Linked DNA regions of Mus musculus: all the other regions are linked to region 6. Evidence: chromatin contacts called from public HiChIP or PLAC-seq and promoter capture Hi-C data. All regions are on one chromosome and are shown on one strand. Each heading gives the region's core, a stretch centred on a gene start, on an enhancer-like site or on the middle of the called end of the contact. The rest is flanking DNA. Distances are from core to core; before and after follow the strand shown. Region 1 overlaps Prkdc (protein kinase, DNA activated, catalytic polypeptide). Region 2 holds the start of Ube2l3 (ubiquitin-conjugating enzyme E2L 3). Region 3 holds the start of Mapk1 (mitogen-activated protein kinase 1). Region 4 holds the start of Ppil2 (peptidylprolyl isomerase (cyclophilin)-like 2). Region 5 holds the start of Ypel1 (yippee like 1). Region 6 holds the start of Yars2 (tyrosyl-tRNA synthetase 2 (mitochondrial)). Region 7 overlaps Mapk1 (mitogen-activated protein kinase 1).

What was found. Promoter capture Hi-C pulls out the DNA fragments that hold promoters and counts their contacts. HiChIP or PLAC-seq counts read pairs in DNA pulled down with a chosen protein or histone mark.
Region 1: a CTCF HiChIP or PLAC-seq map of the NIH/3T3 cell line shows a contact between it and region 6, with 6 read pairs. The contact joins the enhancer-like site here to the promoter of Yars2 in region 6. A contact is called at or near these places in 1 of 39 promoter capture datasets (hippocampal neurons), 1 of 15 datasets of contacts at CTCF or cohesin (the NIH/3T3 cell line), 3 of 115 datasets of contacts at active chromatin or transcription factors (bone marrow-derived macrophages, embryonic stem cells and stem cell-derived neural progenitor cells) and 1 of 9 other capture datasets (liver).
Region 2: a contact with region 6 is called in a promoter capture Hi-C map of liver, with 3 times the contacts expected there. The contact joins the promoter of Ube2l3 here to the promoter of Yars2 in region 6. A contact is called at or near these places in 8 of 39 promoter capture datasets (the 3T3-L1 cell line, 3T3-L1-derived adipocytes, frontonasal cranial neural crest and 4 more).
Region 3: a contact with region 6 is called in a promoter capture Hi-C map of neural stem cells. The contact joins the promoter of Mapk1 here to the promoter of Yars2 in region 6. A contact is called at or near these places in 19 of 39 promoter capture datasets (the 3T3-L1 cell line, 3T3-L1-derived adipocytes, the C10 cell line and 13 more), 3 of 484 Hi-C or Micro-C datasets (CD8 T cells, erythroblasts and nephron progenitors), 7 of 115 datasets of contacts at active chromatin or transcription factors (the 230-238 cell line, astrocytes, embryonic forebrain and 4 more) and 1 of 9 other capture datasets (macrophages).
Region 4: a promoter capture Hi-C map of 3T3-L1-derived adipocytes shows a contact between it and region 6, with 3 times the contacts expected there. The contact joins the promoter of Ppil2 here to the promoter of Yars2 in region 6. A contact is called at or near these places in 7 of 39 promoter capture datasets (the 3T3-L1 cell line, 3T3-L1-derived adipocytes, cranial neural crest and 3 more) and 2 of 115 datasets of contacts at active chromatin or transcription factors (large pre-B cells and pro-B cells).
Region 5: a contact with region 6 is called in a promoter capture Hi-C map of liver, with 2.6 times the contacts expected there. The contact joins the promoter of Ypel1 here to the promoter of Yars2 in region 6. A contact is called at or near these places in 12 of 39 promoter capture datasets (the 3T3-L1 cell line, 3T3-L1-derived adipocytes, the HPC-7 cell line and 7 more), 1 of 484 Hi-C or Micro-C datasets (embryonic stem cells), 5 of 115 datasets of contacts at active chromatin or transcription factors (acute myeloid leukemia, embryonic stem cells, large pre-B cells and 1 more) and 2 of 9 other capture datasets (embryonic stem cells and pancreatic islet).
Region 7: a promoter capture Hi-C map of the C10 cell line shows a contact between it and region 6, with 2.9 times the contacts expected there. The contact joins the enhancer-like site here to the promoter of Yars2 in region 6. A contact is called at or near these places in 3 of 39 promoter capture datasets (the 3T3-L1 cell line, the C10 cell line and embryonic stem cells), 1 of 484 Hi-C or Micro-C datasets (embryonic stem cells), 1 of 115 datasets of contacts at active chromatin or transcription factors (embryonic stem cells) and 1 of 9 other capture datasets (embryonic stem cells).

The regions. Positions count from the first base shown.
Region 1 is chr16:15,707,820-15,711,477 of GRCm38.p6, forward strand. Prkdc (protein kinase, DNA activated, catalytic polypeptide) reads left to right here. Exons shown (of 86, transcript NM_011159.2): 32 at 892-1,112. Among named protein-coding and RNA genes, the nearest start is that of Prkdc, 72 kb to the left of the region's middle. Within about 2 kb of position 2,107, at least 33 of the 459 cell types and tissues checked have an H3K27ac peak or open chromatin away from gene starts, as enhancers often do. A contact at or near this core is called in the NIH/3T3 cell line and bone marrow-derived macrophages, where this site is marked.
Region 2 is chr16:17,199,563-17,203,349 of GRCm38.p6, forward strand. It overlaps Ube2l3 (ubiquitin-conjugating enzyme E2L 3), which reads right to left and starts at 1,930. Exons shown (of 4, transcript NM_009456.2): 1 at 1,873-1,930. The coding sequence starts at 1,899.
Region 3 is chr16:16,981,986-16,985,668 of GRCm38.p6, forward strand. It overlaps Mapk1 (mitogen-activated protein kinase 1), which reads left to right and starts at 1,397. Exons shown (of 9, transcript NM_011949.3): 1 at 1,397-1,754. The coding sequence starts at 1,642.
Region 4 is chr16:17,109,176-17,113,016 of GRCm38.p6, forward strand. Ppil2 (peptidylprolyl isomerase (cyclophilin)-like 2) reads right to left here and starts at 2,077. Exons shown (of 21, transcript NM_001252444.1): 1 at 1,968-2,077; 2 at 470-519. The coding sequence starts at 1,999.
Region 5 is chr16:17,068,014-17,071,688 of GRCm38.p6, forward strand. It overlaps Ypel1 (yippee like 1), which reads left to right and starts at 2,126. Exons shown (of 5, transcript NM_023249.6): 1 at 2,126-2,350.
Region 6 is chr16:16,300,862-16,304,519 of GRCm38.p6, forward strand. It overlaps Yars2 (tyrosyl-tRNA synthetase 2 (mitochondrial)), which reads left to right and starts at 2,104. Exons shown (of 5, transcript NM_198246.2): 1 at 2,104-2,886. The coding sequence starts at 2,123.
Region 7 is chr16:17,009,544-17,013,004 of GRCm38.p6, forward strand. All of the region lies in intron 1 of Mapk1 (mitogen-activated protein kinase 1), which reads left to right. Among named protein-coding and RNA genes, the nearest start is that of Mapk1, 28 kb to the left of the region's middle. Within about 2 kb of position 1,783, at least 82 of the 459 cell types and tissues checked have an H3K27ac peak or open chromatin away from gene starts, as enhancers often do.

The DNA of each region.
Region 1 (3,658 bases), core at 857-3,356, 590 kb before region 6:
TGGAAAATGCCTAATATACCTGCTTAAAGACAACCATGGTCATTTGTTTTTGTATTGCTTATTGGAGGAGTCTGACCATTTCCTCATATTATATACAACGTCAGATGTGGTAGCATATACCTATATTCCCACTTTTTCAGGAGAGGGAAGGGAAGGAGGATCAGAAATTTCAATTCAGTTAGGGTTATATAAGCATGACTCTATCCAAAGAGTAAAAATTGGTAAAATGGACATTATTTGTTTTTTTTTTTTTTGACATTCTGTTTTGTTAGATTAAATTTTAATGTTAGATCATAGAGTTTTAATGTATGTAAGAGATTAACATATATATTTATTTATTATTTCGGCTCATTCTTTGAGCTCCTTCCATCAAAGCCTGGCTCTATGTAAGTCATGGTGACAGGAAGATGTGGCAGATCACTTCATGATTGACTAAAAATGAGAGAATCCCAGAACACAAAGACACTGCACAAAGACAAGATTACCAGGGACCCATGTCTTCTAACTATTCTCATCTTTTTAAAAGCTGCACAACTCCCATAATAGCTGCAGCAGGTGGGAGCACATGTTCAAACCATAGCAGAGGACTGGGAATATAACCCAGTGGCAGGGTGAATACATAAATAAATGACCTGACCTTGTGTAGACATTTTTACTATATATGAAATTGAATTCTATTTCAATTATAATTTAGTTCAAAATTTGAACTAAGAAGCTAAGAAGAAATGGCTTCTGTTTGTTGATCTTTCCTTTAACATTTTTTTCTTTGAAATAGTCTTTAATTTGTTATTAAGTATATATTATCACTTGTATTTCAAAAAGGCACTGTACATTAGTTTTAGTAGAGTTAGAAAGAAAGGCATAGTAATATTTTGCTGCTATTATTTCTAGGTGCTGAAGTACAGTCTTCACTTTTGAAGTCAGTGGCTTTCTTTTTAGAAAGCATAGCAACCCATAGCGCTAGAGCAGTAGAACAACGCTTTGGCTCCGGGGCGCCGGGCCCTCCCAGCCTCCACGAGGAAGAGAAGTACAATTACAGCAAGTGCACAGTCTTAGTCCGGATCATGGAATTCACCACAACCCTGCTCATCGCCTCTCCAGAGGACTGCAAGGTAGAGTCCCCTCTCCCGCTCTGTTAACTGGAGATTGGTGCTTTATAATGCAAAGTGTTTTAAGTTTCCTTAAGATCAGATCCTGTAATATTTACATTGCGATTCAAAATTACAGTTATCAAGTAGCAATCAAAAGAACTTTATGGTTTGGGGTTGCTATAACACAAGGAACTATATTAAAGGTTGAGAGCCAGTGCCTTAGATCATTAGACATAAGGGAGAAACATCAAAATTACATTCAGATCCCATCGTAGCCCACTTCAAATATTTATCCTCAAGAAATGAAATAGAAACAAAAACTGGCGATGATTGAGAAGCAAAGCAAGTGCTGCTTTGGGGAGCTCGGCCAGAGAGTGCATGGGAAAGTGCTTGCTCGCCATGGATTCCATGCCTAATACTGTCATCTCACTAAAAACAGGATCAAAAATTAGCACAACCACTGTGGAAATCAATCACCTTCAAAAACTAAAAGTGTAATCACTGTCTATGACTTAGGCACACGATTCTGGTCATTACCCAAAGGAGTCAACATCAGTGGAGCGATGCCTTGCCTTCATGATCATTTGTCATTTGTTTGTTTGCTTGTTTGTTTATTTTTGAGACAAGTGGAAATTATAACCATGGCTGGCTGGGACTTACAGTGTAAACCAGGGTGGTCTGGAATTCACAGATTCACCTGCCTCTGCCTCACTAGGGCTGTGATTAAAGGTGTGTGACCAGCTATCCTTACATTCATGATAGCAAGTTAGAGAATCAACCTAGGTGCCATTAATGGATGAATGAATGTGTGTGTTTATATTCATAAGGGTGTGCTATTCTCCAGCCATAATGAATAATGAAACATAATTTATTGGAGAATAAATGAAAGTAAACATCATATTAACTGGTCAACCAGACCCAGTCAAGTATCACATTTCCTGTCATGTGTGTGACCAAGCCAGCTTAGTCACTCAACAGGGTCTCAATGGAGGGAGTGAGGATTGACAAAGGAAAACAGCCAGACAGAATTATCACATGACTCAGCCTATACTGACAAAATTATCACATGACTCAGCCTGTACTGAGGCTGAAGCGGCTTTATGTCTCCCCAGCCTGCTTTATATCATTCTTGTGATAGCCAAAAAACATGGTCAGTTCTAAGATCAAAGATGAAGTCATCAAGAGAAGTAGTAAAGAGATCACACAAAATAGTAATTAAGTAAAGAAGTAAGCAAAAGGATCACACAAATTAATAATTAAGTAACAAAGCCCCATGGTCACTGTTTCTAATACTCTTATCTGAGCCTACTTCCTTGTCTTAGCCCAGTGACAAATACTGTATTCCTAGAAGTGGCACCATAGGCTCTCAACATGTGTGGACTGCTTTTATTGTGTCCCATAAGTTTTGGTATGTTTGTCTTCATTTTCATTAAATTCTAAAAAGCCTTTAATTTCTTTATTTTTTCCTTGACCAAGTTATCATTGAGTAGAGCGTTGTTCAGCTTCCATATGTATGTGTGCTTTCTGTTGTTTTTGTTGGTATTTAAGACCAGCCGTAGTCCGTGGTGACCTGATAGGATGTATAGGATTATTTCAGTCTTGTATCCGTTGAGGCCTGTTTTGTGTCCAATTATATGCTCAATTTGGGAGAGGGTACCATGAGGTGCTGAGAAGAAGGAATATTCTTTTGCTTTAGGATGAAATGTTCTATAAATATCTGTTAAATCCATTTGGTTCATAACTTCTGCAGTTTCACTTGTCTGTTTAGTTTGTGTTTCCATGATGTAAGAGTAAGGTGTTGAATTCTCGCACTATTATTGTGCGTGGTAGGATGTGTGCTTTGAGCTTTAATAAAGGTTCAAATGCTCTTTCATTTGGAGCATAGAGGTTCAGAATTGAGAGTTCATCTTGGTAGATTTTTCCTTTGACCAGTATGAAGTGTCCTTTCTTATCTTTTTTTGATAACTTTTGGTTGAGAGTTGATTTTATTTGATATTAGAATGGCTAGTCCAGAGGCAGAGGCAATTGGATTTCTGAGTTCGAGGCCAGCCTGGTCTACAAAGTGAGTTCCAGGACAGCCAGTAGGGCTATACAGAGAAACCCTGTCTCGAAAAAACCAAAACCAAAACAAACAAACAAACAAAAAAAGAATGGCTACTCCAGTTTAGAAAGTTGTTTTACAACCTTTTTTTTTTTAATCAATCCCATTTTTTTATTAGATATTTTCTTTATTTACATTTGAAATGTTGTCCCCTTTCCAATTTCCCCCGAAAAATCTCCTATCCTCTCAACTCTCCCCGTGCTCCCTAACCCACCCGCTCCCTATTCCTGGCCCAGGCATTCCCCTACACTGGGGCATAGAACCTTCACAGGACCAAGGGCCTCTCCTCCCACTGATGACCAACTAGGCCATCTTCAGCTACATATGCAGCTAAATTCACGAGTCCCTCCATGTGTTTTCTTTGATTGGTAGTTTAATCCCAGGGAGCTCTGGGGGTACTGGTTAGTTCATATGGTTGTTACTCCTAGGGGGCTGCAAACCCGTTCAGCTCCTTGGGTACTTTCTC
Region 2 (3,787 bases), core at 680-3,179, 900 kb after region 6:
AAATCATACATTATCTTCTCCTTTGTGGGGCAGAGGCCAAAGAATCTTTGCGTTCTCTGCTCTCTTCTACAGAACAGGAATAGTAGTATCTAACTCGAAGAGAATATTGATCATGGTCATGAATATGAAGCACACAATAAAAATTGGGAAAATGGTAGCTGGTGCAATAAGGTGCAAGAGCATCTAGAAACTCCTAAGTTGGAGGTGAGACTGGGAGGCTGCTTTCCAAGAAAGGTCTCTCAGGCCAAGTAAGAAGTTAGGATTAGGCTGAAAGATAGCTCACAGGTAAGCTTACCCACCAGAGTTCGAGCCACACTGGACCCGTGGTGGAAAAAGAGAACAAACAAGTTATCCTCTGACCGCCACATGAACGCTGTGACACAATGTGCCCCTCACACACACACACAGACAGACAGACAGACAGACAGACACAGAGAGAAATGTACTTACAAATGTTTAAAGTCAGAATTTCTAAGGACAAAACCAGAGAGGATTTTAACCAGAAGGAAAGGACTAAATACTTGCTTTAGAGAAAAGAACTCTGGAGCCCAAGAAGGGTAACCATGGAAAAGGATAGAGAAGGGGACCTGAGAAAAGGCAGATGAATTCATGTCATCAAATTACAAGAAAACAGCATGCAGTCACGAAATCTTCCTAAACTGAAACCCACAAGGCTGAAGGGACGACAACTTTTGGGGTTTGAACACGGAAGTGATTAGCATTCCTTTCCTGTAGGTAAATGATGGAGTGTCACCCGCAGAACAGATAAGGGGGTTTGATCACAATTGTTTTGTGCCCACTTCCACTCTAGTTTTATCAAATGTTCTCTCTAGGTTTCAGTGAGCAAATGGCTTTCTTTTGTTTCCAGTGACTCCATCAACCAAATACAAATTTGGTCTCAAGAGCCAGCTCCTGCGACCTTTTTTATTTCCGGTCCGGCGAGAGCTCGGCCGCACTACCAGGTAGCACTCAAACACTGGCGGGTTATCTTTAGAGGATGTCCGCAGATCTACTCGTGAAAAACTCCAACTGAGCACCTATATTGTATGCTTCACCAAAGGAGCCAATTAGTGAAGTGACACTCCCATACATTCAAGATACAAAGTGCGTATACCAAGTTATTTTCGTAAACTTTGGCAGGTTTTGATTTCAACGACAGAAACCAACCCCCACCCTTCATCAGGGAAAGGAGATGCGGATGACTAAGAGGTGGATAGAAAAGAGAACCTAGCTACGCAGGGAGACGACCCCACGCCTTCCTAGAGTTGGAACTTGTCGGCTGTGTGACTCTGCAGTCACAAGGCGACAGTTTGCGTGGACCCAACACAATTTCAAAAGACCACCAACTAACTGACCTAACTTTGGCCGCCTGCCCTCCTCCTTCCTTTCCCGTCTCGGGCCTCGCAGCCTCCCGGTCCCGGAGCTGTGGGCTGGCGGAATGGGGCTCAGAGAACGGCGACCGCGGCCCAGGACCGGGCGGCTCCGCGGCGCGTACTCCCAGCCGGGGCTCCGGCTTTCTTCCCCGAGGGCGCCCAGCTTGGGGCCTCCAGGCCCGGCCCACACATCAACGGCGTCCTCGACCCGGACCGCGGCCGCTGCGACGGAGGGCCCGGCTTCGCTCCAGGAGGAGGGGGCTCGAGAACTGCCCAGGCTGATCCGAAGGGCCGGCAGCGGCGGCTCTCAGCGCGGCCTTGCGCTCCCGCCCAGGCTGCGGCCTAGGCGGCCCCGTTAGATCTCTCCGCACGCGGCACAGCGGGGCCACGCAATGAGGGATGAAGAACGGCGTCGCCCCAAGGAACCGCGGCCCGCCGTAGGGGTCCCGGCCCGGGGACGCCGCCCCCCGCCTGGCCAGCGCCAGAGAATGGCTTTTACCTTCATCAGCCTCCTGCTGGCCGCCATCTTGGATCTGGTGCTGCTGCTTTCCCAAAATGCATCGCGGTAGGCCAGGCGGCTAGAACCCCCTCACTTCCTGGAGCGGGGGAGGGGCTAACCGGGAAGAGCGCGGAATAGAGAAATGTGCCTACTGTGTGCAGGTCCCAGGGCTATAGAATCCTGTGTAGACTCGAGTGACCTGGACAGTTAAAGATCCTTACTTTATGGCGCCTCCAATCCTATGGCAAGTACATACAGTGCTTGACACATAGTAGGTGCACTATAAATAGTGTGTACACAAAATAATAGAATAATCAAGATTATTTCAGGCACTACTAAACATTGTGAAGAAATCAAAACTGGGAGATGAGAAAGTTATTCTGTTACTGAACACGTAATACAATCGGTAAAGTGCCTGCCTGATCAAGAAGGACCTGAATTTGGGTTCCCAAGAACCCACACAGAAGCAAGCATGGTCATTAGCACTAGGGGAGGTAAGTTACAGTTAGATCTCTGAAGTTCTTTTTCTAACCTGCCTAACTGAATTGATGGTGAGCCTCAGATTCAAGGAGAAAACCTGTAAAGTACAAACAAGGAAAGAATTCTGTGGACCTCAGGTCTCCACATGCATGTGTGTGCACGCCCACACTAACATTCACATACAGCCTCCTACACACAAGAACTACAGGATCTGCTTCTCAGGAAGGCTCACTGAAGAAATACCATGAATAAGACAGTGCAGGGCAGCCGAAGATAAGTGGATTGTGCCTTTAATTCCTGCAGAGGGAGGCAGAGGCAAGCAGAATATAGATTCTAGCCAGCCTAGCTACATAGTATGATCCTAGTAATGGCTGAAATATCCAGAGAGGAAGAAAGAAACTGCCAGAAGGCAAACCCTACACTCACTCAGTGCTTTTACAAGTGGAGAAGTGTTGGAGGTTGGGAGATGAGATGTAGATAAGGCCTCATGTAGCCTAAGGTGGCCTCAAAATTCACTATATAACTAAAGATGACCTTAAACTCCTGATCCTCCAGCTTCCACCCTCAAGTTCTGAAAGTACCTGTACTCCATGAGTAACATCCATGTGCCCATTAGAAAGGATTTTTGCTTTGGTCTTTTGATGCCCTTTCTATCTAAAATTAATAGACTCCCTAAGGGAAAATCACTTGACACCAGTGGGGGAATGGTGGGCTAGGCCACCAAGACCCCAGACTCCATGTCTCAAAAGGGCTGAAGCTCTAAGGAGAAACTAGCAGTACAGAGCTGGCAACATGAGGCCGACAGAAATGTGAAGAGAATGCATTGCTTTCATTCAGCAGAATATTCAGGACACTTAATTCAGAGGTTTTCAAATTTGGTTCAAACAATATAACTCTTTTTTTGTTTGTTTGTTTGTTTTGTTGTTCTTGTTTTGAGACATGGGCTTGCTATGTAACCTTGGCTGGCCTTGAACTCAAAGAAATCCACCAATCTCTGCCTCCCAATTGCTAGGATTAAGGGTTATAATACCCATCTATAATACCCATCTTAAGATCATATAATTTGAGCCTGGAGGTGGTAGAGCCATATCCTCTGATTTTCCACAAGTACACCATAATATCCATGAGCATACACACAGAGAGAGAGAGAGAGAGAAAGAGAGAGATGCTCATCTGAAGACCCGAGTTTGATTTCTTTTTTGTTTTGCTTTCCTAGACAGGATCTCCCTGTATAGCCCTGGCTGTTCTGTAACTCACTCTGTAGACCAGGCTGGCATCAAACTCAGAAATCCGCCTGCCTCTGCCTCCCAAGTGCTGGGATTAAAGGTGTGCACCACCACTTCCCAGCACCAAGTTTGATTTATAGCATCCATAAGGTGGCTCACAGCACTTATAGCTCCAGTCTCAGAGGATCTGACACCCTCTTCTGACCTCT
Region 3 (3,683 bases), core at 147-2,646, 680 kb after region 6:
GTTTTGTTTTTTTGAGACAGGGTTTCTCTGCATATTCTTGGCTATCCTGGAACTCACTCTGTAGACCAGGCTGGCTTCCAATTCATAAGCGATCTGCCTGCCACTGCCTCACAAGTGGTGGGAATCAAGGTGTGAGGCACCATGCCGCCTTGCTGCTTTTAGTTTTTAGTTTACTATTTCAGAAGCTTCCCCTCAAGTTAGAATGTTTCAAGTTCATAGAATGTTTCAGTCCTTCAGGAAACTGTTGCACAACACCTGGACCCGAGTCCCCAAATTTCTATGTCTTTTTCCAGTGTCCCTACCCACAGCTCTCTATACTTTCCCTTGGCTTTTTATTTCTTCACAACACTTAAGTGCAAATATTGTATTTTGTCTGTCTTTTCACTCTGGAAGCATGGCTGGCTCCAGTGCCGTAGATATTCAGCAAATCTTCTTGAACAAACCTCTAATTAGGGGATTCAATGTCTTGTGTTTTGGTTTCTGCTTACTTATGTCTCACACTGTTAGGTGTGTGTCACGGGCAAGAAGGTAGATATATGTAGTTAGTATAACAAAAGTTATATTTTATTATGCTGAAGGTCATCATGCAAGGTTTACAGTCTAAATTTCTTACAGTCCTAAGCCTGTCTCCCCAAGGTCACCTGTGTCACCTATCTTAGCTTCAGATCAGGTTTCTGATTTGAGGATCAGGACCCTGGCGGGGGGGGGGGGGGGGGGGGGGGAGTGGATTCTCTAGCCACAGAGCAGATCAAGGTGTATCTCTCCAGATGTGTAGAGCAAATCACTGCTTTTGGTCTCTGCTTATATTCTGTCCAGTGGGCATCATGGGGTTCTAGGACTGTATCTGGTTATCTTGCGTGAGTGATGTCACTGAGCTCTGGATCAGGAGCAGCCTTGGATGCTGTGGGATTCCTGCTTAATCTAGTTTTATATGTCTAAAAGGCATTTTTTAAAATTATGCTCATTACAGGGTGAAAGTTTTTTTCTGGGTCTGGGTTATGCTTTTTGGTTTCTGTCCCACTCTGATGGTCTAAGTTCATCAGAGTGCACAATGTGGGCCACGTATTCTTAGAGGTCTGTCTCAGGGGTCCCGTGGTTGGTGTGCAGTGAGTCCTCTGGTCTCAAGCCAAGTCCCTGGTCCCGTGTGAGTTCGTTCTGGACCAGGCACAGCACCAGGACAGTGGGTGGGACTCTGTGGGGTCCTTATGCCTAAATTCCAACCTAGCTCTCTAGAGCTACCCAGCGCTTGGGTCTCCGAGCGCACATGACGTCCCTCCCCCGCAGCCGCAGTGCTCCTGCCTCACCTCGCTGCTTCCGCCGACCCGCGAGACTCCGCCCTCTCTACCAAGAGAAGCCAATCAACACGCACGCCCTTGACTCCGCCCTAGCGCCCTTCGACGCGAACCCTTCCCTCCTCCCACTCGTAGCCCGCCCGTCAGGCAGGAAGGCTGGCAGTGGTTCTACCGGCGGTTAATTCTCTCCTCTGTGTTGTCCTCCTTCCTCGTTCCCGATCGCCGGCGGGGGCGGCTACACGGGCGGCAGCGCGGTTCCTGCGGGAAGCGCAGCATAAGTCGAGCGGCAGCCGCGAAGCGTCGAACCGAACGCGGCGGCGGCGGCGGCGGCGGCGGCTGTGCAGCCAACATGGCGGCGGCGGCGGCGGCGGGCCCGGAGATGGTCCGCGGGCAGGTGTTCGACGTAGGGCCGCGCTACACCAACCTCTCGTACATCGGAGAAGGCGCCTACGGCATGGTTTGGTGAGTATCCGCGCTGGATTTCAGGCCCGGCCTCACGCGGTCACCCTGTGCCCCCTGCCTGTGGCTGATCTGGACGCACCCACGGCCCTTCCCGCGCCTTGGCCTCGCGTTCTGCGGCGCCCCGGACCCCTGGCTTCTTGGCCTTCACTCCTGGAGCCCTGGGGCGGGGTCCTGGAGCCGGTCGAGGCTTAGGTGTTGCTCCTCGTCTTCCTCTGCTGCTTCTCGTTTGCGGTTGGAGGGGCAACCCCGATTGAGGCCAGGACTCGAAGACTCCGGGGCTTGGTCTTAAAGCGCGTACTTTCGAGGCTTCTCCCTCGGGACGGGAACGGAAGTACACTGTGTCTCCTAATTTATAGCATTATAGCCACCGCCTCTTGACATTAGATTAAAGCCAGGAATTGTATTAGATGCTTGTCCGTGGTGGCGGCGGCCATGGTTTTGCAAGACGGAATAATAGGCTTGTGTGCTGAGCACCAAAATATTTTTCTTCTCTTCTGTGTACGTGAACAGCATTCACAAAATATCTTAAGTAGCGCTAATGATGCTTTCTGCCTCGGGCTTAACCGTTAATGACACAGCGTTGGTTGTGGACATATTGAAATCTTGAAGTTTCAAAATGGATTTAAATATACCGATTGTGTTTCAGAAAGGATAAGCCAGCATCACTCTAGAATTATTAAGAAGTATTTGGAGTTAGTCCTAATTTGACTTTAAATTATCCCGTCGTTACCCTCAAGAGTACTCTCTTAACAGTGTGAATGTATCCATATGTTTTAGCCCGATTACTGTGATCGTTTCCCCATAACGTTTCAGTGTTCAAGAATAGTTTTTGCACGATCACTTGCAGGATTTCCTGCATGTGGAATGTTGAAGTGTATTGTTTTAACTAAAACAAGTTCATTTATCGAAGGTCTCTGAGATAGTTTAATTTAACTTAGCTATCTTGAGGAAAGAGAAGACAGCCTTTTTCAGATAAGGTATTGAAAGGAAGTCCTTTTACAGGGCGAAGAACTAGAATCAAGCTTTGCTGTAGAAAGATCCTGTTTTAAATGCTTCAGCTCTTGAGCTATTGCACAGGCCTCTCCTTGATTTAATAATCTCAGGACTTCGGCATATTTTCCTGATGAACAAGTCTATTCAGAAATGCATTAAAATTTGAATAGTCATAATTTTAGAAATGCCAGAAAAGGTGTGTTTTCACCAAGTGTGCTAACAAGATAGAATAATTAACGTTCTTTTTTTTTTTTTTTAAAGAAAAGACTCATGAATAGTTATATTTTTATGAGCAAAATGTCTCATAGTATACAATTACGAAGATAAAAGTGAACTGGACCTGCAAGTCAAAAGAGGAATGGAGAAAAAGTACTTTCCATATCACATTTGTCTTGCATGTATTACTACCCTGTACCTGCTGGTAAATATGCCAGTAACACTTATTATTGACACTCATGATTACCCACTATAGGCTCATTTATTTAAGGGGGGATTATTTTAAGTAGGGACAAAAAAAAATTAGGATCTGTCAGTTGAACTCACACATTCCCCACCACCCTGAGAAGATGGATTATTTAGATCCTGTTGCTATTCACCTTTGAAGTTTCCACTTGCTGTGCAGAATTCTTTTTAAAATTCAAATTTTAGGGGCTGGAGAGATGAGTCGGCATTTAAGAGCACTGGCTGATCTGGGTTCAATTCCCATGGCAGTTCACAACTGTCTGTAATTACAGTTCCAGAAGATGAGATGTTCTCATAGAGATGCATTCAAGCGAAACATTCATATGCATAAAATAAAGTTAATTCATTTTTTTAAGACAGGGTTTCTCTGTGTTGTTGCCCTGGCTGTCCTGGAACTCAGTTTTTAGACTAGGCTGGCACCTGCCTCTGCCTTCCACCTGGCACCTACAAATTTTAATTTTAAGAAAAATGCAG
Region 4 (3,841 bases), core at 827-3,326, 810 kb after region 6:
TATTAACCTTCCTTTTTTCCTCCTATAAAGAATAAGGTTGCTGGGCAGTGGCAGTGCACGCCTTTAATCCCAGCACTTGGGAAGCAGAGGCAGGCGGATTCTGACTTTGAGGGCAGCCTGGTCTACAGACAGAGTGAGTTCCAGGACATCCAAGGCTACACAGAGAAATTCTGCCTCAAAAAAAAACAAAAAAAAACAAAAAAACAAAAAACAAAAAAGAAAGAAAGAAAGAAAGAAAGAAAGAAAGAAAGAAAGAAGGCTATAGCACTTCCTAAGGAAAAGGCCTGAACTTGAAAGAGTTATATTTTTAAGTATTCTCCTCTAAGATGGAAGTATACTGTACTATGTTGAGTATATGTCCTCTTTTTATCAACTATGGACCGTCTCGTTATCTACTATAATGTCAGTGTTCTGGATAGCTCTGGATCACAGGAGACAGCATTCTTCAGGACCACCAGCATCCCCTTACCTGGCTTCCTGCCACCATAGAAATGAGTGTACTCAGCACAAGTGATATACCTGAGGAAGACAGAGCATGTGTTACTGGGTCCTGCCACGGACAGGACAGAAGCTGTAAAAGTAACTTATGACAGAACGCCCACTCACTTGTCAAATCACATTAAACATCTGCATTGTGTGGCACATAAGAAGGACAAAAGATGGAGAGATAAAGAAACATCAACAGCACCTTGTCCAGAAGGAAATGAACTGGACTTATAGACTATCTGACAGGAAGAGCTAGGCACACAAAGCTCTGGGGAAGCCCTTTACAGGAATAACACTTACTGAGGCTGGAACAGGACAAGCTGAATCTGTTCCAGAAAGGAGACAGCAGAGGAAGAGTGTGATGAGGTACGTAGCAGCAGAAAAAGACACAGAAGCAAGGACAGCGGCCGAGTCAAAAATGAGTCAAAGATCAAGGAGAGTACTCTCTATTTGCCTAAGTGTGATGGGAAGCTGGTGGGTGATTTTGAGCAGGACCCAGACATGATCTAACATAGCTCCAGTTGCTCTGTGCGGTTGTTCTTCTGTTAGGATGAGAATTGTCTTCAGTCTATATATAGTAAATCAGGGACCCACTATGTAACCACTGAGCTAGGATAAGAAACGGCAGGCTTAGGTGTGAAAATTATCAAGTTCCCTTTTAGCATACTAGTTTTGAAAAAGCTGTAAGTTTTCCAAGTGGAGAACTGAGTGAAAGCTGCTGACTTAGTGCAAGAGACTCTTTGAACAGATCCACCACAGGGATGAAGGAAACACCCCCGAGGTCTGGGACAAGGGGAGGGGAAGCCCAGCAAAGAGGAATGAAATAGAGATCATTCGCAGATTAAATTACTAAGCGCCAAGCCTTTAATCCTAGCACTCGGGAGGCAGAGGCAAGGGGATTTCTGAGTTCGAGGCCAGCCTGATCTACAAAGTGAGTTCCAGGACAGCCAGGGCTACACAGAGAAACCCTATCTTGAAAAACAAAAACAAAAACAAAAACAAACAAAAAAAACTACTAAGCGCATGTAAGATCTCACTAAAGGCTACTTTTGGAAAGGGAAGAAGCCCAAGGACTGAAAAGCTGGATACTAGATCTGGCAATACAGAAGTCAAAGATATCCTTGCAAGCAGCTAGGGGCGGGGAGCATCTGAAGAGACAACAGAAAACAGAAAGTACAGCAGCAGCAAATGGGAGGGGAACATGGAGCACGACCCGCCTATCTTCAACTTGAAGGCTGTCGCCTGTGTGTAGGCTCTCAGACTAGAGCCAGGACGAAGCGGACAACCAACTCAGGGGCAAAACTCGTTCGCAGAAAGGCTAGGGGTAGGGAAATCCCGGAAGTTAGTTAGTCCGGCGGTAGAACGCCCTGGCCCGCGTAGGCTGCACTGAGGGACGAGACCGCGCCTGTGAGAGCTGAGGCTTTCAGATGATAGCCTTCAGCACGGCGACGAGCTGAGACGAGAGACGCGACCCAACTTACATCTTGTCCTTCTGGTGCTGTCGCTTCCCCATGGTGGCAACAAACCGAAGAGACCACAGCAGACACTGACTATGGCGCCTCCGCTTTCTCAACTACTTCCGGAGATCGACGCACTGGATCCCGGAAGTTGGAAGAAAGCATTCTGGGAATTGTGGTTTCCAGGTGTCCAGGTGCTGGGTGCAGGCACCGTGCTAGGCTGAAGCTTGCTAACTTTGAGTAGAATCCACTTTTCCTGTCTCCCACCATACTGCGTTGCCTCCCCCAAGCCCTCAAAAACTTTTCTATGCACTGTCTGGCTACTTGTTCAGTCCATGCTATGCTAGGCAGACTCACTCAGACTCACCTCCTTTGTATCTAAAGATCTTCAACCTTTTTCACCTTCTCTAAAGCCATGTCCATGTGTATACTCAACTCTTCTCTCGTTCGGTCCCCACGCCCTTCAGGCCCATCAGCTGGCAGATGACCAAGCCCTCTCTGCTCCTTCTGTGGCCAGATCTTTGGTCTGGGTCTCATGTGCCGGGAGAATGGGTCCCAAGTCTCCTTTTTTTTTTTTTTTTTTGGTATTTCGAAACAGGGTTTCTCTGTGTAGCCCTGGCTGTCCTGGAACTCACTCTGTAGACCAGGCTGGCCTCGAACTCAGAAATCCGCCTGCCTCTGCCTCCCGAGTGCTGGGACTAGAGGAGTGTGCCACCATGCCCGGCCCCAAGTTTCCTTTTTAAAATTGTGTGTGTGGTTAAATAGTGGCCATGCCACAAGTGTAGAGCTCAGAGGACAAGTGAGGAGTTGGTTCTCTTTGCCAGACTTGCACAGCTCTTATTTGTTAAGGCATCTCTCCACCCTAAGCTGGGTTTTTGTTTGTTTTTGTTTTTTGAGACAGGGTTTCTCTGTGTAGCCCTGGCTGTCCTGGTGCTCACTCTATAGATCAGGCTGGCCTGGAACTCAGAAATCCACTGCCTCTGCCTCCCAAGTGCTGGGATTAAAGGTGTGTGCCACCACCGCCTGGCTGATCAAAGAATTCTTAATTTCCTTGTTCCAAATCTCCACTTTGATGCTAAATGGTATGTTCCATACCCTAACCCTAACCTCCTGATAAGATCTTCAACCAAATAATTTTAAGATGTCTTGTCAAATTCCTACATAAACATAAAACATTAGAAACCCCCTAGCCTTGCAGTTTGGGGGATATTAAAAAAAAAAATTCTCCTTTGAGACTATGCTCTCAAATCCTACTTTAGGGAGATAACCCTGTCTAACTGAAAATGCAACCAAAAAATCTGGGTCACTGGTCTGATTCTCATTTGGCAGGATTAACAAGGACCACCATCCACCCAGTTAGCCAAAGGCAGTCATCCTGTCAGCTTCTTACTTCATAACTTCTGCCTTCCAAATAAATCTTACCTCAAAAGATCTTTTAGCCCAGTATGGTGGTGTACACTTGGGAGGCAGAAGCAAGCAGATCTCTATGAGTCTGAGGCCAGCCTGGTCTACAGTGAGTAGAGAAACCATGTCTCAAAAGCAAATCAAAACTAAACAAAACTACCAGTACTTGGGAGGCAGAGGCTGGTAAGTTCTGTAAGTTCAAGTCCTCCTAGTCTACATATTGAGTTACAGGTCAACCAAGAATATACAGTGAGACCAAAACAAAACAAAACAAAAAAACACTTTCTTGGCCACCCCACTCACCTCTCTCATAGTTTATCATAATTTATAATTATATAGTAATTTTGCTTATGTTCTGATTTTTATTATCTATAGTCCCAAGTGAGGTATGATCAACCATGACTCAATATGTATATCCACTAATGTCCAGTAATGATTGACATCTTACATGGAGAAAGATTCTAAGGCCAGCATATGAGGTGACAATGAGAATC
Region 5 (3,675 bases), core at 876-3,375, 770 kb after region 6:
TTGTCAAAATTAGGGTTTAGTTTTTTCTTTTTCTTTTTTAAAGAAATAGTGTTTTTAACTTAGCAAAACCAACAGGGACTTATAGTCATCTAAGATAAAAGAAACTTGGAAATTCGTAAGGAAATAGAACTCATGAAAAAGAAGGAAAAGCCTGGAGTCTGGATACGTGACTTTTGGTTTTTTGAGACAGGGTTTCTCTGTGTAGCCCTGGCTGTCCTGGAACTCACTCTGTGACCAAGCTGGCCTCGAACTCAGAAATTCACCTGCCTCTGCCTCCCAAGTGCTGGGATTAAAGGCATGTGCCTCCACCTGATGTGCTAAAGTCTCTCAGTAGTCAGAGCACCCAGAGTGACTGGGCTGTGGCTCCTTGTGTGTAGTCTAGCAGAGTGTGCCAAGGCTCTGTGCTCAGTCTCAGCATCAAATGCACCAGGTGTGCACACCTGTAATCCCAGCAGGCTGCACAATTAGAATCTCAAGGTTAAATATGTCACCTCCAGCCACATACAGACTGAAACTGAAGGGGTACAGAGGTTTCCATGAGCTTTAAAAGGATGGCAGCTCTTTTTCCTAAAGCAGGGTCTCTCTCCTACATAGCTCTTGATGACCTGAAACTTGGTATGTAGACCAGGCTGGCTTTGAACTCACAGAGACCCACCTGTCTCTGTCTCCCACCCCCAAGCACTACAATTAAAAGCATGCACCACTGCTCCCAGCAGACAGAAAAAATGTTGAAGATCAAATGATACATGTTCTCTCTCAAAGCAGATTCTAGCTGCTTGAAATGTTTGGATTTGTGTGTTTTTCCTGGAGTGCTTCCAGAAGTCAGGACGCTGGAAAAGGGCACTGGAGTATCCATGATATGAACAGGTAGGTGTTAGAAGTGGGATGGGTAGGAAAGGAAGGCTGGAGGAGGCCTAACCAATGCTAAGGAAATAGGAAAATGCCGTATATAAACCTACTATTTTCTAAGCTATTAAAAAAAACACATTTTTTAAAAGATTTATTTATTTCATGTATGTGAATACACTGTCGCTGTCTTCAGACACACCAGAAGAGGGCATCAGATCCCGTTACAGATGGTTGTGAGCAATCCATGTGGTTGCTGGGAGTTGAAATCAGGACCTCTGGAAGAGCAGTCAGTGCTATTAACTGCTGAGCCATCTCTCCCGCTTAAATTCTTTAAAAATAGAAGAGTCAGCCAGATGGTTCAGTGAGTGAGGGTGCCGCTATCAAGCCTGCTGACCTGAGTTCAAATCCAGGATCAATATGGTAGGTGAGAAGCAGAGCTAACCTCTGGTGCACAGGCATGTGCTTATTCACACAATAAGCTTAAAATATAAAGTTCAAGATCATGTTTGAGCTACATAGTTGAGGCCAGCTTGAATTACAGAATTACAGAGATCATATTCTAAAAGCCAAAAAAACATGAGACTCCCTAGCTAGGACGAATACAAAAATAGAGTAATCAGTCACTTGGGAGACTCACTAAGTAAATGGCAACTCAAAGGGCCCACAATCTAATCAATTAGGGGTATCCTCAATACAATAAATCCTAACAAGCACACTCTAGAGGGCGCAAATACGTCCTGCAATGTGTACATTCACCCTCAGCAGTGTGCTTTGAAAAATCGATCTAAAGAGACTAAGAAAAAAATAACAGAAGAAGCGCAGATGTGGGCATGGAGACTGGGTGATACTGCCTGTGTTTTGTGGGTAGGAAATCTAATCTGGGGTTCCATAATTCAAGTCCACGCAGACCTGGAGGCTCTTGGATGGCGACTTGGAGAGTGGAGAAAGGGTGGTCAGTATGGAGAGAGGGAAGAAGCTTGCGCTCTAGGGACCCAGCTGCAGAGGTCCTCCTGCCTGCAGCCTGAGGCGCAAACCTGTGGAAAATCTCGGTCCTTTGGCCTTCCAGGACCCTACCTCCCCACCGGCCCCGCGACCTGCCGGTTCGCCTGGGTTCCTCGTCAGGCCAGCCCACCGGACTCCTGGCGAGCTCCACCCGGACACGTTCCAGCCCAGTCCCCCGAGCGCAGCGGGGCGCGGGTGGACGCGTGGGGCAGGGCGAGGGGCGGGGAGCGTGGAGGGGCGGAGCGGCGGGAACGCGAGGGCGGGGCTCGGACACTGATTGGGCATCGCCACGTTCCGAGGCCGTTTATGGCGGCTGGGCTGGGCTACGGGTCCAAAACAAAGGGCAGGCGGCCCGCGAGGCGGCGGCAGGAGGATGCCTCGCGCCCGGAGTGGGCGCCAACGGCCGGAGCGCGTCCCGGGTCACACCGGGACCGCCTGAAAACCGAGCTCGCGCCGACCGAGCCTGGGCCGGATGGGCGCAGCGGACCGCGGAGCGGCCGTGAGTACGGGCGGGCCTCAGGGGTTCTCTGCGGAGACCTGAGGATCTCCGGCTCCGGGAGGCGGGGAAGCACCTGTTGGGCGCGGGCGGGCCGGGCGGGAGTGCGGAGGATGCGTTGACTTTTTGTTCTGATGTTCCGAACTGTTGGTATTTGGGTCATTAGAAGACAACGCAAAATCCCGGTCTTTCTTTCTTTCTTTTTTCTTCGCCCCCCCCCCCCCATTGTTTTTTCCCCTACCTTAAAAAATGGGGAAAGAAATAAATACAGAAGATACCTCCAATAAAAGAATATTATGGGGTGGCATTTTCAAGTTGCCTGTACAATAATAACTAAAGGGAATTGTCCTCATTGTTTACCACTTGTGGCTCTAGGCTTTATCAATGTAAATTGCTAACAGTAGCAACTAAATAAGATATTCTCTACTCAATAACTGCACAAATGGTCATCTTCGATCGTGTACTGAGCTCCAGGATAGAAAGCCGGCAGAATTCTGTTTTGGATAGATAATAGACGTTGAAAACATCATTTTTCAGCCCAAGGTCTTTCTAATTCAGTTGCCTTATAAGTATCCACAATGTATTCACCTTAACTAATGTATCTTGTCAAAGAATTGACCATACTCCTCCTCGCTCCGCTGAAGTTCCAAGACCAGGCTCACCTCCTCTGGGGAACTTCTCCAGGCCCCTCTGAGTAAGCCACCCTCACCCATCACCCAGGGCCCTTTACCTCTGCTGTGTTCTGGTAGATGTGTTAACAAATGTTTGCTGAGTACCCGTCTCCCTCTCCCCTAGGGGCTGGTCCAGTGGGTGTCTGTGTGCATGTGTATGGTGGGGTACAAATAAATAAACACACACACACATGTATATTCACCGTGTGTGTGCCTGGTATCTAGAGAAGCCAGAAGAGGGCATCGGATCCCCTAGAGCCGAAGTTATGGATCCTCCACAAGAGCAGCAGGTGCTAAAGGATGTCAGCCCATCTCTCCAGCCATACTGTGGGCTCTTAAAAAAGTCAGGGGTGCTGTATTTGAAGAGTTTTGCTACCAGGATCCCTAGGTCTATGTGTTCCTAGCCAAGGGACTATGTGGTTAGCATGTCTTCTTAGGGATTAGACCAAAATCTTGACTTACCACAGATATATAGCAGCCCAGGGGCTGGCCCATATGAAACACTAAAAATACATACATACATACAGACAGACAGACAGACAGTTGAATCAATGCCAGTAATCAATCTGAATAGAAGTCTTTTCTTTTCCTGTTTTTTTTTTTGTTTGTTTGTTTTTGTTTTTTTTTTTACTTATGCATTTTCGGCAAGTGCTCTAC
Region 6 (3,658 bases), core at 854-3,353:
GAGAACACTCTAGCTATTTTCTACCAGTATTAGAGAATATTACCAGTAATATTACAATATTACTGGCAATGAGAAATTAAACTCACTGATAATTAGATGAGCAAATACATTGATTAATCAAAATAACAAATTTATAACCCACTAAAATAAATGTCTTCTTCAAATACCTTAGTATTAGGACATGGAAAGATCTGTAGCTAATGGTCTGGGGATGGGTCAGGATCCTCTTTCAGGAACGTGAGTGTTGTTTGTCTTCTGCATATGACTCTTAGTCAAAAGGCTTGCCCAAAGTGTGGATTTCTCTCCAAGAGCATTCCATATTTAAAGATTAGCCGGTAATAAAGTGAAACAGCCTACCTCCTTGTTTCAGTTTGGAAGACTATGGAAGGAAATCTCAGCTCCTGACTTCCTCTGGGATACTGAATGACTCTTGTCTGGCCTGAGCTTTCTATTGCCGTGATAAAACAATATGACCAATGGCCTGGGAAGAAAAGCGTTTATTTCACTTTACAGCTTATAATTCGTCATTCAGGGAAGTCAGGGCAAGGACTCTAGTCAGAAAGACTCCTGAAGGAACTAAAGCCGAAGTCATGAAGGAGTGCTACATACTGGCTTATTCCACATTGTTTGATCAGCCTGATTTCTTTTAGCACCCAGGACCACCAAGGGTGGTGTTTCTTTTGGGACCCTGGGACAAGAGACTCAGGTGCATATTTTACATATGAAAACAGATCTGGCTTCCAGGTTCTCTCAGCATCCCTAAGTCTCTACCTGGCATACCCTATCCCCAACCCTGTACATTCCAGCCCAGGGGATGGGCTGCCCTTCCCTCAGACGCTCTTTGCTATACAATCTACACATTTTGCTCTCTCTCTCTCTCTCTCTCTCTCTCTCTCTCTCTCTCTCTCTCTCCCCACCCCCTGCCACAAGCCCTTTCTCCCCCCCCCCATGGCGACCCCCCCTGGCCTCAATTCTAGGGGGACAGTAAATCTGCTTTATAATCTAATCTGGTTTGAATTGGCTCATTTTACCGGAGAAAGGACCTATCAAGAGGCACCACCCACAGTGAGCTGGTCCCTTCCACATCAATCACTGATCACCACTGGCTTGTTCATAGGCCACATTGGTTGAGGGCATTTTCTCAGTTTAAGTACCTCAATGACTCTAACTTTGTCAACTTGGCATAAAACTAGCCAGCACACCTCTACTGCAACTTACTCCTGGCTCAATTGTTCTCTGTCTCCCTCCATAACCCCTACTTCTCTCACAATGGTAGGTGATGGCCACAAATGGCACATTCTCAATAATGCTACTCCACATAAATCAGGGAGTTTTGAAAGTATGGCCCACGTCTACTCATATATGGAAATGTCAGAATAAATTCATTATTTTGTACAATTTGTGTACGCTAATTAAAATGTTTAAAGAAAATTAGTCAGAATCTACAATGGGACTTGGGGGCTGGCTCACCTGCCATACAATTGCAAATGAGAGTCCTCATCCTGGTGAGAGGATTCCTAAAAGCACCTAATATGTTATGACTTTGAATGACTCCAGTTTTTGTTATACTAAACACAGGGAGTTCTTTCCTGTTTTGACTTTCCTCTTGCTAGGAGGAGACTGCCACCTTCAGGACACCCACTAATGACGTGTGTGTGTGTGTGTGTGTGTGTGTGTGTGTGTGCGCGCGCCTGCCTGCCTGCCTGTACTGTGACGAGGCTCTCATTAACTGGGGAAACTGGTACAAAGAAATTTCGTCTCCACTCCACTCCGAGTTCTTTCTACAGGTCCAAGACTTATGGGACTTGAGCATCACAGCTTTTGCATGATCATTTAAACGACAGTAAACATTTGTCGAGCGCTTACTACACCGCCAAGTGCTTTCACCACAGCTGTGAGACAGGAAGTACTATCACGACATCCTCACTGAGAAAACGGGAATGAAATGATAGAGGAACAGCGGGGGCCGCAAGACGGAACTCAGTCGGTCCACATTCCAGGACTGCCTACAGCACCAAAGCCTAACAGGCCTCCCGCTACGCCCGAGCATGCGTAGAGAGACACCGAGGCGCCCGCGGTCGCAGGGCGACAGAGGTCCAGCATGCCTTGCGTGTCCCGCAAGATGGCGGCGCCCATGCTGAGGCGCCTGTGCCGCGTTCCGCAGTCCCTGGTCTGGCTACGAGGGTCGCGTGCGGTGCGCCCGGGCGCGCGGGGAATGCTGGTGGCACCGAGGGCCCGCGGCTTGTTCAAGGAGTTCTTCCCCGAGAGCGGCACGAAGACAGAGCTCCCCGAACTCTTTGACCGCCGCAGGGCGGGCTCGTCCCCCCAGACGGTGTACTGCGGCTTCGACCCCACGGGCGACTCGCTCCACGTGGGGCACCTGCTAACTCTGTTGGGGCTCTTCCACTTCCAGCGAGCCGGCCACAACGTGATCGCGCTCGTGGGAGGCTCCACGGCCCTCCTGGGGGACCCCAGCGGCCGGACCAAGGGGCGCGAGGCGCTGAGCGCCGAGTGCGTGCGGGCCAACGCGCACGCCCTGCGGCGAGGGCTCGAGGCCCTGGCGGCCAACCACGCGCGCCTCTTCGCGGACGGCCGGCCCTGGGGCTCTTTCACGGTGCTGGACAACGCGGCCTGGTTCCAGGAGCAGCACCTGGTGGATTTCCTGGCCACGGTGGGCGGCCACTTCCGCATGGGCACTCTGCTGAGCCGGCTGAGCGTGCAGTCGCGTCTCAAGAGCCCCGAGGGCATGAGCTTGGCGGAGTTCTTTTACCAGGTGCTCCAGGCCTATGACTTCTACTACCTTTTCCAGCACTATGGATGCCGGGTCCAACTGGGCGGATCAGATCAGTTGGGCAACATCATGTCTGGCTACGAGTTCATCCACAAGTAAGCTGGAATTGTTAGAGCCTACGGAAACCCGGGGACGAGTATACAGAAGTAGTGTGTTATTCGTTAGGAAGATTGTAAGTTAGAGCTGGGAGTTAGAGCTGCTGGAAGCAGACCGATATTCAAGATTTGGATTGTGTCTGTTTTCCCTAAGTCGCCTTTAGTTTCTTTAGAAATTGTTATTTATCCTGAAAATAATTGGACTTCTGTTTAGAACCGTGTGCACTAATTTAGCTTTTCGCCTCCATAAAGATTTTCACAGCGTTTTCTTTTTTTAAAGATTGATTTATTTATGTATGAGTGCTCCATCTCTATGTAACACCTGCATGCCAGAAGAGGGCACCAAATTCTTATATTATATCCCACATGGTTGCTGGGAATTGAACCCAGGATCTCTGGAAGAACCACTGAGCCACCTCTCCAGTCCTCACAGTTTTCTTGAGGAACATAGATTATATGGCTGGTTCGTGTGCTACACGACAAAACTCATTTAAAAATATTAAAAGCCACCTTCTAAATGTACCTCCTGGTATCCTTTCGCCCAACTTTGTCATTTTTCTACCTGATCCTTCAAAAATCAAGTCCTGTTGACCTGCTCAGGTGCATTCCTCAATTGCACTTAAGCACGACACATGTAGATATAAAATGCGTGTTTTTATGGTTCTTGAGGACCTGAGTCCAGACTGAGAAAGGGTTTTAAAAACATATAGTAAGTAACCAGACTTAAATGTGTACTGTGCTTGGTGGAACTAATTGTGCCTAACAGAATACC
Region 7 (3,461 bases), core at 533-3,032, 710 kb after region 6:
TTTTTAGGCTCATCCTGAGGCACCATGTCTTTATTCCATTTGTGGTTTTTCTCATTTTTATTTGGGATCCTGGACTTGACGGGGAAAAAAATCTTACACAGGAATCTTAGAAATGGAAGGAACTCTTTCTTATTCCTTCCTATTGGAAGGTACATGCTTCCTTCTTAGGAACCAACTTCTGTCTTAGTTAGGGTTTTACTGCTGTGAACAGACATCATGACCAAGGCAAGTCCTATAAAAAACAACATTTCATTGGGGCTAGCTTACAGGTTCAGAGGTTCAGTCCATTATCATCAAGGCAGGAGCATGGCAGCATCCAGGCAGGCATGGCGCAGGAGGAGCTGAGAGTTCTATGTCTTCATCCAAAGGCTGCTAGTGGAAGACTAGCCACTTGGGAAAGAGTAGCATCTGCTTGGTTTCTCCTGTATAAAGTAACTTTTTTCATTTTGTCCTCAAACTTTGGGACAATTTCAAAGACTACATTTGAAATAACATTGAGCCAGGGGGGCAGGGTGTATATACCTTTAATCTTAGCACTCTGGAGGCAGAGGCAGAGGTCAACCTGGTCTACAAATCAAGTTCCAGGACAGCCAAGCCTATGCAGAGAGACCTGTCACGAGGAACAAGGCGGAAGGGGAAATAGACCTGTTCTCATTGTTTTGGGCATCTTGCGTGAGTGGATGTGAGTATGAGTCAGATTGTGGCGATCAACCTGTGTCCTAGTCACTGAGGAACTTGGTACACTTTCATCTTCGCAAGTGTGTCTTAGTTGACATGATTCCCCTTGCCGTTCCCCCTGCTTGTCCATTGGGAACTTTCTTTTTCACCCCACTAGTTCCCAACCTTAATCCGCCTACTTTCTTCATAATCCCTCACAGTAGCCTACCTGCATCTTCTAGTCATCCTTCCCCTGTTCTGTTATCATCTTTTTTTTTTTAATTAGGTATTTTCCTCGTTTACATTTTCAATGCTATCCCAAAGGTCCCCCATACCCACCCCCCCAATCCCCTACCCACCCACTCCCCCTTTTTGGCCCTGGCGTTCCCCTGTACTGGGGCATATAAAGTTTGCAAGTCCAGTGGGCCTCTCTTTGCAGTGATGGCTGACTAGGCCATCTTTTTTTTTTTTTTTTTTTTTTCCATTTTTTATTAGGTATTTAGCTCATTTACATTTCCAATGCTATACCAAAAGTCCCCCATAGCCACCCACCCCCACTCCCCTACCCACCCACTCCCCTTTTTTGGCCCTGGCGTTACCCTGTACTGGGGCATATAAAGTTTGCGTGTCCAATGGGCCTCTCTTTCCAGTGATGGCCGCCTAGGCCATCTTTTGATACATATGCAGCTAGAGACAAGAGCTCCGGAGTACTGGTTAGTTCATAATGTTGTTCCACCTATAGGGTTGCAGATCCCTTTAGCTTCTTGGGTACTTTCTCTAGCTCCTGTTATCATCTTTTAAAAGCACTTTTCTTTCCACTCATATCTGCCTTCCCTTCGTTTTCTTATAGCACCAAAGTCATCCAACCTCATTTCACTGTAGACTGAGAGAATGCTTTCCAGTTCTTAGCCTTCTCTATCTCAGTTTCAAGTTTCACGTTTCTGACTTCTGAAATACCGTTCTCTTCCCCTCTTAGTCTGTCTGAGTAAACACATAGTTTAATAGTTGGATAAGGGTTCTTAGTCTTTTATTGTTTTAGTTTCTTACTGCCCTTAACTGACTTATCATTACTTATTCTGAGTCATGTCCCCAGATCTCTTTTCCCAGCTTTTCCCCTTAACAGTGAAACCTGCTATGGCTTCTGTGACTCTTGCACTTCTGAGAACCATGGTATCCAGCACATGATCCACAGTCATCTTTAGATCTCTAAGTCAGATAGGCAAGGGATGTAACTTGATGTAGAACGCTTGCCTACAATACACAGGGGTCCACCCTCATCATATTCATTTGTTCATATATACAAACATATAGATGTACATATATGTAAATCATTCTTGAGTCCTACGTTAAAGGGATATACCTCCCACCCATTTCTGCCTCTGTTGTTTGTAAAACCTAGGGTAAAGCTATGGAATCCTGCATACTATAAAAATCAAGTTAAGAAATAGTAAATGGAATATATGTTCTTCCTACTGTGATGAGTATTATATTTTCTTAATGCTTATTTTTATAAGGCTTAACTAGAATATTCTTAAGCTACTTAGAGTCCTGTGCCAACAGGAGAGCACACCCACAGCATACTCCTCTGCTTGGCCACAATGTTCTCCTCAGTGGAGCTCCAGAACAAGAGTGTCCTGCTACACATGAATTGCATAGTTTCTGAGAGAGAAATCGGGGGCTGTGGGTGAGCATGGTTCCTTCTGGAAAGGGATGGTGCGGGTGAGGTCAGTGGTCCCATAGTCATTCTGGCCCCTTTTCTTTCCATATGTTTCTAAATTGCTTGTACCCCTGCTTTTGTGTAAAAAGTCTATTCCTAGGGTTGGAGAGAATAGCCTAGTGGTTAAGAGCACTGACCGTTCTTCCAGAGGTCCTAAGTTAAATTCCCAGCAACCATCAGTATACTTATATACAATAAATAAATAAATTTTAAGAGAAAAAGTCTACTCGTATAGGATGTGGTTTCTATAGGGCAGTCTGCCTACTTGCTGCCCTACTCCCCCACCCTGCTTTCCCTTTTTCTTCTTTTTAACTTTTTTTTTTTTTTCTCGAGACAGGGTTTCTCTGTGTAGCCCTGGCTGTCTGGAGCTCACTCAGTAGACCAGGCTGGCCTTGAACTCAGAAATCTGCCTGCCTCTGCCTCCCAAGTGCTGGGATTAAAGGTGTGCGCCACCACTGTCCAGCCCTCTTTCTTCTTTTAGACAGGGTCTCATTGTATATATGAGTGCTTTGCACTCCCTGTGTAGACTCAGTTGGACTCTTTTTTGGTCTTTGTTTTTTCCTGAACTGGGTTTCTCCATATAGTCCTGACTGCCTCTGCCTCCTGGGTGCTTGGATTAAAGATGTGCACCATGGGACCCAACTTTTCATTTCTTTGTCCTTATTTGGAATTAATTTACCCAGATTCTCTTCGTGTTTAGCAAGTGTATTTCTGTAAGGGTTGTAGGGTGTGTGTGTGTGTGTGTGTGTGTGTGTGTGTGTGTTTTCCTCATTAAATTCAGAGCTTCTCAGGAGCAGGAACTTTCCCCTCTCCAACACACTTATGATGAAGTCTCTCAAATGGGAAGTACATTTCAAGTAGCTTGAGTTCTCCAGAAGCTGTGACCAGTACACTCTTGTTGCTATGGTAACCCTATCAAAACAGGAAATGAAGTTGGTTTACCATGACTTGTTCATAATTGACTCATGTTGATTCTCTTTTTTTCCCCCTATTTACAAAGCATCTTAAATAATATTCAGAATTTGTAGGCTTTTAATCCCTTATTTGCTGGTCAATGTGCTTCTAAATCTGTTCCAACCCATCTCGG